Regions from separate parts of the Mus musculus genome. Here regions 1 and 2 are each linked to region 3. Evidence: chromatin contacts called from public HiChIP or PLAC-seq and promoter capture Hi-C data. All regions are on one chromosome and are shown on one strand. The core of a region is the stretch at or near the end of the contact, and the rest is flanking DNA. Distances in the headings are between cores, read along the strand shown. Region 1 overlaps Gm40085 (predicted gene, 40085). Region 2 overlaps Gm31879 (a long non-coding RNA gene). Region 3 holds the start of Fcrl1 (Fc receptor-like 1).

What was found. Promoter capture Hi-C pulls out the DNA fragments that hold promoters and counts their contacts. HiChIP or PLAC-seq counts read pairs in DNA pulled down with a chosen protein or histone mark.
Region 1: a contact with region 3 is called in a promoter capture Hi-C map of pre-B cells, with 4 times the contacts expected there. The contact joins the enhancer-like site here to the promoter of Fcrl1 in region 3. A contact is called at or near these places in 23 of 39 promoter capture datasets (the 3T3-L1 cell line, 3T3-L1-derived adipocytes, the C10 cell line and 14 more), 3 of 15 datasets of contacts at CTCF or cohesin (CD8 T cells, large pre-B cells and pro-B cells), 6 of 484 Hi-C or Micro-C datasets (B cells, CD4 T cells, LSK cells and 2 more), 6 of 115 datasets of contacts at active chromatin or transcription factors (the 230-238 cell line, bone marrow-derived macrophages, embryonic stem cells and 1 more) and 5 of 9 other capture datasets (adipose tissue, bone marrow-derived macrophages, embryonic stem cells and 2 more).
Region 2: an H3K27ac HiChIP or PLAC-seq map of microglia shows a contact between it and region 3, with 4 times the contacts expected there. The contact joins the enhancer-like site here to the promoter of Fcrl1 in region 3. A contact is called at or near these places in 3 of 39 promoter capture datasets (hematopoietic stem and progenitor cells, macrophages and maxillary cranial neural crest), 1 of 484 Hi-C or Micro-C datasets (nephron progenitors), 3 of 115 datasets of contacts at active chromatin or transcription factors (double positive thymocytes, embryonic stem cells and microglia) and 1 of 9 other capture datasets (liver).

What each region holds. Positions count from the first base shown.
Region 1 is chr3:87,499,181-87,501,880 of GRCm38.p6, forward strand. The region is part of intron 1 of Gm40085 (predicted gene, 40085); the gene reads right to left. It also overlaps a transcript of Fcrl5 not described here. Among named protein-coding and RNA genes, the nearest start is that of Gm40085, 12 kb to the right of the region's middle. Within about 2 kb of position 1,276, at least 61 of the 459 cell types and tissues checked have an H3K27ac peak or open chromatin away from gene starts, as enhancers often do. A contact at or near this core is called in the 230-238 cell line, B cells, CD8 T cells and 7 more, where this site is marked.
Region 2 is chr3:87,294,060-87,296,759 of GRCm38.p6, forward strand. Gm31879 (a long non-coding RNA gene) reads left to right here. Exons shown (of 3, transcript XR_375779.2): 2 at 1,186-1,278. Among named protein-coding and RNA genes, the nearest start is that of Gm31879, 5.1 kb to the left of the region's middle. Within about 2 kb of position 1,317, at least 11 of the 459 cell types and tissues checked have an H3K27ac peak or open chromatin away from gene starts, as enhancers often do. A contact at or near this core is called in microglia, where this site is marked.
Region 3 is chr3:87,375,099-87,377,798 of GRCm38.p6, forward strand. It overlaps Fcrl1 (Fc receptor-like 1), which reads left to right and starts at 1,289. Exons shown (of 10, transcript NM_178165.4): 1 at 1,289-1,427. The coding sequence starts at 1,397. It overlaps Gm31940 (a long non-coding RNA gene), which reads right to left and starts at 2,505. Exons shown (of 3, transcript XR_867410.3): 1 at 1,989-2,505; 2 at 962-1,046.

The DNA of each region.
Region 1 (2,700 bases), core at 26-2,525, 120 kb after region 3:
TGTGACCACCAATGATTCTGGCAAATGAAGGCTTCCCTGAAGATCTGCTGGGCAGATGAAGTAAACGGGTTGTAAAAGCTGCTTCCACTTCCAGGAACAGATGTGCTGAGCCACAGGCATGCAATATTGCCACCTTGTGGCTTCTCACAGAATTGCCCAAAAGGCAAACATTCCTTGGAGGTCCAAAAGGAACCTTACTAGGGGTGTGGGGAGTGCAGTCTAGAGTTGTGATGAGATTCAGAGCTATGATTATAAGAAGCCAGTCGGTATCACAGGAAGAGACTGGCCTCTACCAACCACCATAAAACTGATTTGGGGAGTTGTTGTTTTGTTTGGACAATTATCAGCTCTTTGGCCCCCAAAGACAAAATTATCTAAATATACATTTTACAGTTGAAAGGAGAAGATAACAGTTCCTACAGTTTGTTCAAACACTCGTGATTATCGGCTGCCCTTCATATTGTTCTTGCCCCTCTTTCCTATTCCAGATTCCCAAGAATAGAATGTGCCTGACTCCCACAGTACCCTGTAGATCTGGCCAATCATCTCAGTTTTCAGTGGAGCCATGGAATATGCTCCCAATACCCTCCATCTCTTAGAAGAACAATCTCAGGTTCCAATCTCGTCCCCGGTGCTTCAGATCCAAACCTCCAAAATTTCACATTATTTAGTAACAGATTTGGTGGCACGCTCCTGACAAACTCAAGTCAAGAACCCCCGAGGAGAATGGCAGACTAGAAGACGTTTCTACGCCACCCTTTAAATGAGAAGAGCCACAATAAGAAAAATAGACACTTCTGAAGAGAAAGAAAGAAGAAACGTTTTAAAATGCACCAAAATAGTGTTAAAATACCTGGAAAGTGGGGAGGAAAGACAGGTAACGCATGAGAAACAGCCAACGTAAACACAGACCAGCAGCATGGCTGTGGTGTGGACAGGGTGAACAGACTTCTCATAAGCTAAAGGAAGCTGCCCTGGTGAGAGAAAACTGGCCGTCCTGCCCTCAGAGCAAGTCCTCAGCCCTCACAAGCCTGAAAACCAGTGGCAGCTTTTGTGAGACAACCATTCCTCCGGCACTGAGAGAGGAAGCACACCCAGCAGCTGCGTGCGCCTCAGAGCGGAAGTGACCCGGTTTGAATGAGAAGGTCTCCCACAGGCATGTGGATTTGAACTCTTGGACCCCAGATGCTAGCACATTTGGAGAGGTTATAGAACCGCTAAGGTATGGAACCTTGCTGGAGAAAGCGCGCCCCTAGAGATAGGCTTCGTTAAGAGTGTAGCCTGCTTCTAGTTTACCCTCAGCTTTCTGTTTGAGGTTGAGGATTCAATCATCCCCGCTTCCTGTTCTGGCCCCTCAGCCTGCCGTGGACTCTGCCTTTGGAACCAGAAGCCAGAATCGGCATGTTGTTCCTAAGTGGCTGCTGACTGGCCATGCCATTTTCCTCACAGCAACAGAAAAATGTCTGATCCAGACGTTGGTACAAAAGAGTGGGTACGGACAAAATAAAAAAAAAACAAGTGAAGAACTTGACCATGTCCTTTAGAGCAGTGTGGAAGGCTTGGGAGGACTGGACTAGAAAAGTGGTAAGATGCTCTAAAAAGAACGTAACGGCCGCTCTAGCTGGAGCTTGGAAGACAACAGTGCTGATCGTGCAGATGGTAGAGGCATGCTCACAAGAGGCGAGCAACATTAGCAATCGTGCCAGAGACAGTTTCTATATGCTGGCAAAAAGTCTGACTGTTTTCTGCCCGCACCCCTGAGAATGCACAGAAGGCTGAATTTCAAGTCATGAACCAAGTTTTGGCAGAGAAAGTCTCAAGCAACATAAGGTCGAATCCGTGAAATGGGCATTATTAATAACTCTTAGGCAGGTCTACAGTGAAAAAGAGCAAGCAGGATCATCATGTACAAAATGTGTAGTTATGAGGAGAAAAACTCTAGCAAGCTTAATGTGGCTCCCAAGGTATGATCTAGAAATGAAGCTGTACTGTTAAAGGGCTCCGCGCTGTGCCGTGCAGGAGAGGCATCCTGCCCTGTACTGAAGCAGAAGGAAGTGTGCCCACACAGAGAGGCCCCACCCAGCTAAACTTCAGATTTGTCAAGGACAAAGCCTAAGGGCTGCTTTGTCCTGGAAAGCAACATTGCTTCAACATAGGATGACTGCTTAGCATGTGGTTTAAAGGTGGGAGGCTCCCTCCCAAGCTGGCAGCCAAACTTAGCATCTATCTGATACTGGCAATAAAGGCAGGGGAGACACGGGACATGGAGCTGCAGAAAAGCACAGGATTAGGGGTGGAGGCCGTCCTATCAAGACCACGGTGCTGTAGTTGGCCGCTTCTCATTCTCTCACTTCACGCTCCCCCTCCCTCCGAAGCTCATCTCTAGACAGCCACTCCCTTTACACAGACAGCCTCTGGTAACTCTCCTAATTGCTCTCCCACTTCCAGACCTGATCACAGACCCCCGCCAACTCAGGCTTCCTCTCCTAACTGAGCTCATTTTGAAGGGTAATTTTGTATCAGCTCCTTTCCTAGATCAACCTACCTCCCCCAGTCATCCCTGATTCATAAAAGATGAGGGGTAACCCTGGGAACGGAAGACCTCTTTCTCACACCTCCAGGAGGAGGCCATCAAAGCATCAGAAGGCTGATCTGTGTACAGATTCCGTTTCCCAGAAAGCCCCCTCCCTCACTGTGACC
Region 2 (2,700 bases), core at 67-2,566, 81 kb before region 3:
TCCTTGTTGATTAAGGATGTTGAACATTCTTTTTTTAGGTGCTTCTCAGCCACCCGGTATTCCTCAGTTGAAATTTATTTGTTTAGCTCTGTACCCCATTTTTTAAAATAGGGTTATTTGGTTTTCTGGAGTCTAACTTCTTGAGTTCTTTATATATATTGGATATTAGCCCCCTATTGAATTTAGGATTGGTAAAGATCTTTTCCCAATCTGTTGGTTGCCTTTTTATCTTATTGACAGTGTTCTTTGCCTTACATAAGCTTTGCAATTTTATGAGGTCCCAATTGTCGATTCTTGATCTTACAGCACAAGCCATTGGTGTTCTGTTCAGGAATTTTTCCCCTGTGCCCACATTTTCGAGGCTTTTCTCCACTTGTCTTCTCTATAAGTTTCAGTGTCTCTGGGTTTATGTGGAGTTCCTTGATCTACTTAGACTTGAGCTTTGTACAAGGAGATACTAAACCACCAATCAAAGAAAACACATGTTTCTTTGGGGACATGTGACTCTAGCCACATGGGACTCCTGGCTCTAGCTGCATATGTAGCAGAGAATGGCCTAGTAGGTCATCAATGGAAGGAGAGGCCCTTGGTCCTGTGAAGATTCTATGCCCCAGTATAGAGGAATGCCTGGGCCAGGAAGTAGGAGTGGGTGGGCTGGGGAGCAGGGGGAGGGGTGAGAGGATAGGGGATTTTTGGAAGGAAAAATAGGAAAGGGGATAACATTTGAAATGTAAATAAAGAAAATATCTAATTAAAATAAATTTAAAAAAAAAGATGTGACCTTGTTGGAGGGTTTGTCATCAGGATGAGGCTTTGAAGTTTCAGTAAGGTCATATTATTCCCAGTTAGCTCTCTCTGCCTCGTGCTTGTTGATCCAGATGTAAGCTCTCATCTACAGCTCCAGCATCATGCCTGCCTGCCTCTGGCATGCTACCTGCCATGATGGCCATGGACTCTAACACCCCAAAGCTGTAAGGCTTTCTCTTATAAGTTGTCTTGGTCATAGTGTTTTGTCCCAGCAGTAGAAAGTAACTGAGGAAGAGGTGCTTCTGTGCCCAGAAAGATGAGACCACCATAGGAAAGAATTACCCAGCAAAGACAGAGTCACATGTACAGAGTGCCCAGTCTAAATTCACAGATGTCAGAGGATTCTGCTGAAATCATTTCCTTTTCTGTCTCCCACAGGAAGCAAACGTCTGGAAACAGGACCTGTTTAAAACATTGTTTCTGAACAAAGCTGGTGAGGCTTCTCAGAAGGGGAGAAAGCCAGTTCTAATCGTGAGAGATTTCCATCCATTCTACTTACTTCCTCCTTACTGGAAAAGAAATCGGTCATGATGAACTTAGAGAAGCAGTGACTCATTTCCTTTTAGACTGTCTTCCATATATATGTATGCATATATATATATACATACATATGTATGTATAATGTATATATATATGTGTATATGTATATATGTGTATATGTGTATATATGTATATATGTATATTTATCTAGAACAGGACTGAGTCCCTGGGTGGATAAGATTTCTAAGGATGAGCTTCCTCAAAAAATACCCAGGTATTTATCATTGCTTTCTCTTTGAGAAAATACTGTGTGAATGTTGGGTCCCACATTCAGTCTCTGTGTTTATAAACTCATAATTTAAAAGTGTTAAGTCACCTGTATGTTTGAAATTTAACCTCAAATTGAATTGTTCAAAATTTACTATGCAAAGTTATTAGCAAAAGAATGCTCGGCTGGGCAGTGATGGCACATGCCTTTAATCTCAGCACTTGGGAGGCAGAGGCAGGTGGATTTCTGAGTTTGAGGCCAGCCTGGTCTACAGAGTGAGTTCCAGGACAGCCAGGGCTACACAGAGAAACCCTGTCTCGAAAAAAAAATGTTCATTTTTGAAGAATTAATTGTGTTGAAAATATTGAAATTATTAATGTTAAGGAAATGGTTAGATTACTATATATTCACAAAATGAGATGTCATATTATAGTTACATATAAAGTAAATTTAAATATATAGTATTTGTATTACTTAATTTTGTGATGGGACCTGGGCATCTGGAATTAGTTCGTTGGTATTGCTTCTCGGTGTGGATTTTTGCTCTAACCCTTGACAACTTCTGGATCCTTGCTTGCTCTGACCCAACTTGTTAAGTTGAGGATCAGCAGAGTTATACTTAGTATTCAGTCATAGGGCCACTCTGTGTTGGTTTGTGAATGGAGTGTCAGAGGTGGTCTCAGCTCAGGTAGACATAGGTGCAACTCTTGAGTCATAGAGTTAAGCCTCTCTCTGTGAACCTTCAGAATTTTGTAGTTGGCCCACTGTGTTCTGCTAGTGGCCCTTGGGTAGCAGAGACAGCTTTGGGTTGCACTCCATGCAGTGCTGGTGCTATGAGAGGAGAGGATGGGGTAACTGGTAGGCAAGGGGCAGAGAAAACAGGTCTGAGTGACCCACGTGGCATTTTAATTGGTCTTCACCTGGTGCCGGAACCAGAAGAGGTGTCTGATAGGCAGGCAGGTGGGGGGATGGGTGTGGGCAACTTACTTAGAATTCTAGTTGGGCCTCATGAGGTGCTTTGCCAGGCGGTGGTGAATGGGGTGGATAGGCAGGCAGGTAGGGAAGCTGTCTAGGTGACCTATATTATACCTGCAGTCTAGTCTAGGTGACCCATATATAAATAGTGAAGTACAAAGTGGCATTGT
Region 3 (2,700 bases), core at 39-2,538:
GAGGGATAAAGATGCCCAAGATAATTTGCCCCTGGATTTGGAACATTCCAACCTCTCCACATCACTGAAGGTCTAGTCAGTCAATCAGCATTTGAGGCACGGTTTCTTTCCAGCAATTCTCATTCACAAGGTGAAGATTGTGATCCCAGGGTGTATGCCGACCCTAGAGTGCAGACAGCAACACCAGTGTGCAGTCTGCAATCCCTGGGTACAAACTCTGACCTCAAGGTGCAGATGGAAACCCCAGAGTGCAGACTGTGACCCCAGGGTGCAGACAGCAACCTCAGAGTGCAGACCGTGATCCCAAGGTGTATGTTGTGGCCCCATGTTTAATAACACACACACACTCACTCACTCAATGTTGAGATGATGCAAATAATGTAGAACAATTACTATGATTGCATTTGTATCAGTTTACCTTTGTCAAAAATCATCTTAATATTAGATGATAAAAGATTCAAGAAATGGGAAAAATAAAATAGTTTATTCCCCTGTAATCCATAATGAGACTCACATACAAGCTTCAGGTGACAGAGAAAGGGTGATATAGATGCTAAAGGAAGCAACAGCAGGAATTGCCTACCCTTGACTGGGGTAAGGGAAGAAGGGTGTCACACAAATACAAGAGTTAGTGATGACGGTGAGCCTTTTCCAGTACACAGAGGCTAATTGGTGCATATCCAAGTCTTCCATTTTATTCCAAACTCTTCCACTCTATGACTTCCTATGACTTTTTAAAAAGTGGCTCATGTCATTTATTGGAACATTGAAATTTTAAACATGGGGAAATATCTATATGAATGGCTGGACCCTATATAAATCAGAATATACAATAGCAGCAGACACGGAACATAACCTGCGAATACTCCCTTCCATTCCTGAGTCAGACACAGAGAGACCACAATAGGAGCTTGTGAGAAAGACAGTGCATTTGATCAGATAGTTAAATAGATATCCTTACCAAAGATGGCAGTGTGTGGTGTGAAATCTGGCAGGACTCAAGCTCAGTGAGACTCTTTAAAGCCTGGATCATCTACTGGAAACCCCTGAGATACATGAATATTCATATTTTAATAATAAAGTATTAATCAAAGTTATAAAATGAAAGCCCGCATCTCCTGATACCCAAAAGCTCCAAGTCATGAAATTGAGTCATGCCATAGGAAGGAGTGTCTTCCATTCTGGGGCCTTCCTGGAGGAAGAACTGAACACTGGACAAGGTTGCTTTGTTGTATTTCTGTAAACTCGTGCTGAAGGTTAACTTCCGACCACGACTTCCTCAAACCTCAGAGAAGCTGAGGGCAGTTATCTGTGACACCTCTGTGAGTAGTCTGGTTTTGCTTTTTTTTCTTTTGGTGAGAGGCACCTTCAAGTTACCATCCCCAGCCTGGTCCTCATGCTACCTTGGCTCCTGCTACTGATCTGTGGTAAGTTAGACAACTTGGAGTGGGGTCTGGGAACGGGGATCTTAAAAAGGATAGAGAATTCGACGACTAAGTTTCTGCCTGGTGATGCTCGTGGATTCATGTAGTCTGTCTCTCTGTCTCTGTCTCGTCTCTCTTTGTGTGTGTGTCTCTGTCTTTCTGTGTGTCTCTGTCTCTCTGTCTCTGTCTCTGTCTCTCTCTCTCTCTCACACACACACACACACTCACAAAATATAGGCAACAACTTGGTCCCTCAGTTCCTTTTTCTTCTATCAACACCACTTCCTTTTATTCACATGAGAACCTTAGTGTATCACCAGCCCTCCTCATTCCCCTGTGGCCACACTCTGGTTTCTCTGGTGTCACACACCAGAATGGCAAGATTATTCCTCCATTATTAATCATTACACTTGGAAGGCTTACTCATCACTGACACGGCACAGACTCTGCAGCTCATCACCACAACATGCCGGCGGATGCTCTTTCAACTCTCTCTCCCTCCTGCACTGCCAGATGATACACTTTAACTGTGTCCAAACAATGGGACTTTAAACAAAGGCTCACCTGGCACCTTATCATCACGTGACGTGGAAACCGAATCGCAGATGTTCTTCGCATCTGTTTTCCCACTCATGCGTGGGAGCCATTGTTTCAGGTCTTCTCGTTTCTCCTCAAACTTAATCCTTTTGGGCCCCATTTTATAACTTTGATTAATAATTTATTTTAGAAGTAATAATGGCAAAAAGAAAATTCTCCATTTTTCTACTCCCATGACTACCAACTACCTGTCTGCCTTCTTCTTGCTCTGTAAATACACCTTGTCATTCATTAACCTTCTCCTCCACTCAAATGTGTCTCCATTCCAACCTGTTCCCATACATGCACAGGCATGCTGGGAGAGCTTCCCTCCTCGTTCCCGCACTGTTTCTCTTTCTCCCTTCACTCTGTGCTGGCTTGGTTCACTCTGTGCTCTGTTCACTCTGCACTGGGACAGGGTTCACTCTGCGCTAGCTTGGCAACTTCACTTTGTCTCACTTCCCTGATTCTTTCTTTAAAACAAAACAAAACAAAACAAAACAAAACAAAACAAAACAAAACAAAACAAAACAAAACAAAACAAAACAAAACAAAACACCTTCATTTTTAGTTACCTGCCTTTCTTAAGCTCTTGAAACCTTTCCCCCAGATGTCAATCAAAGCTGGGAACATTTCTATCATATCAAAGATTGCTTCAAGCTCCCAATCTTGTCCCCTGAGCTCCTCTCGCATTCTTGAC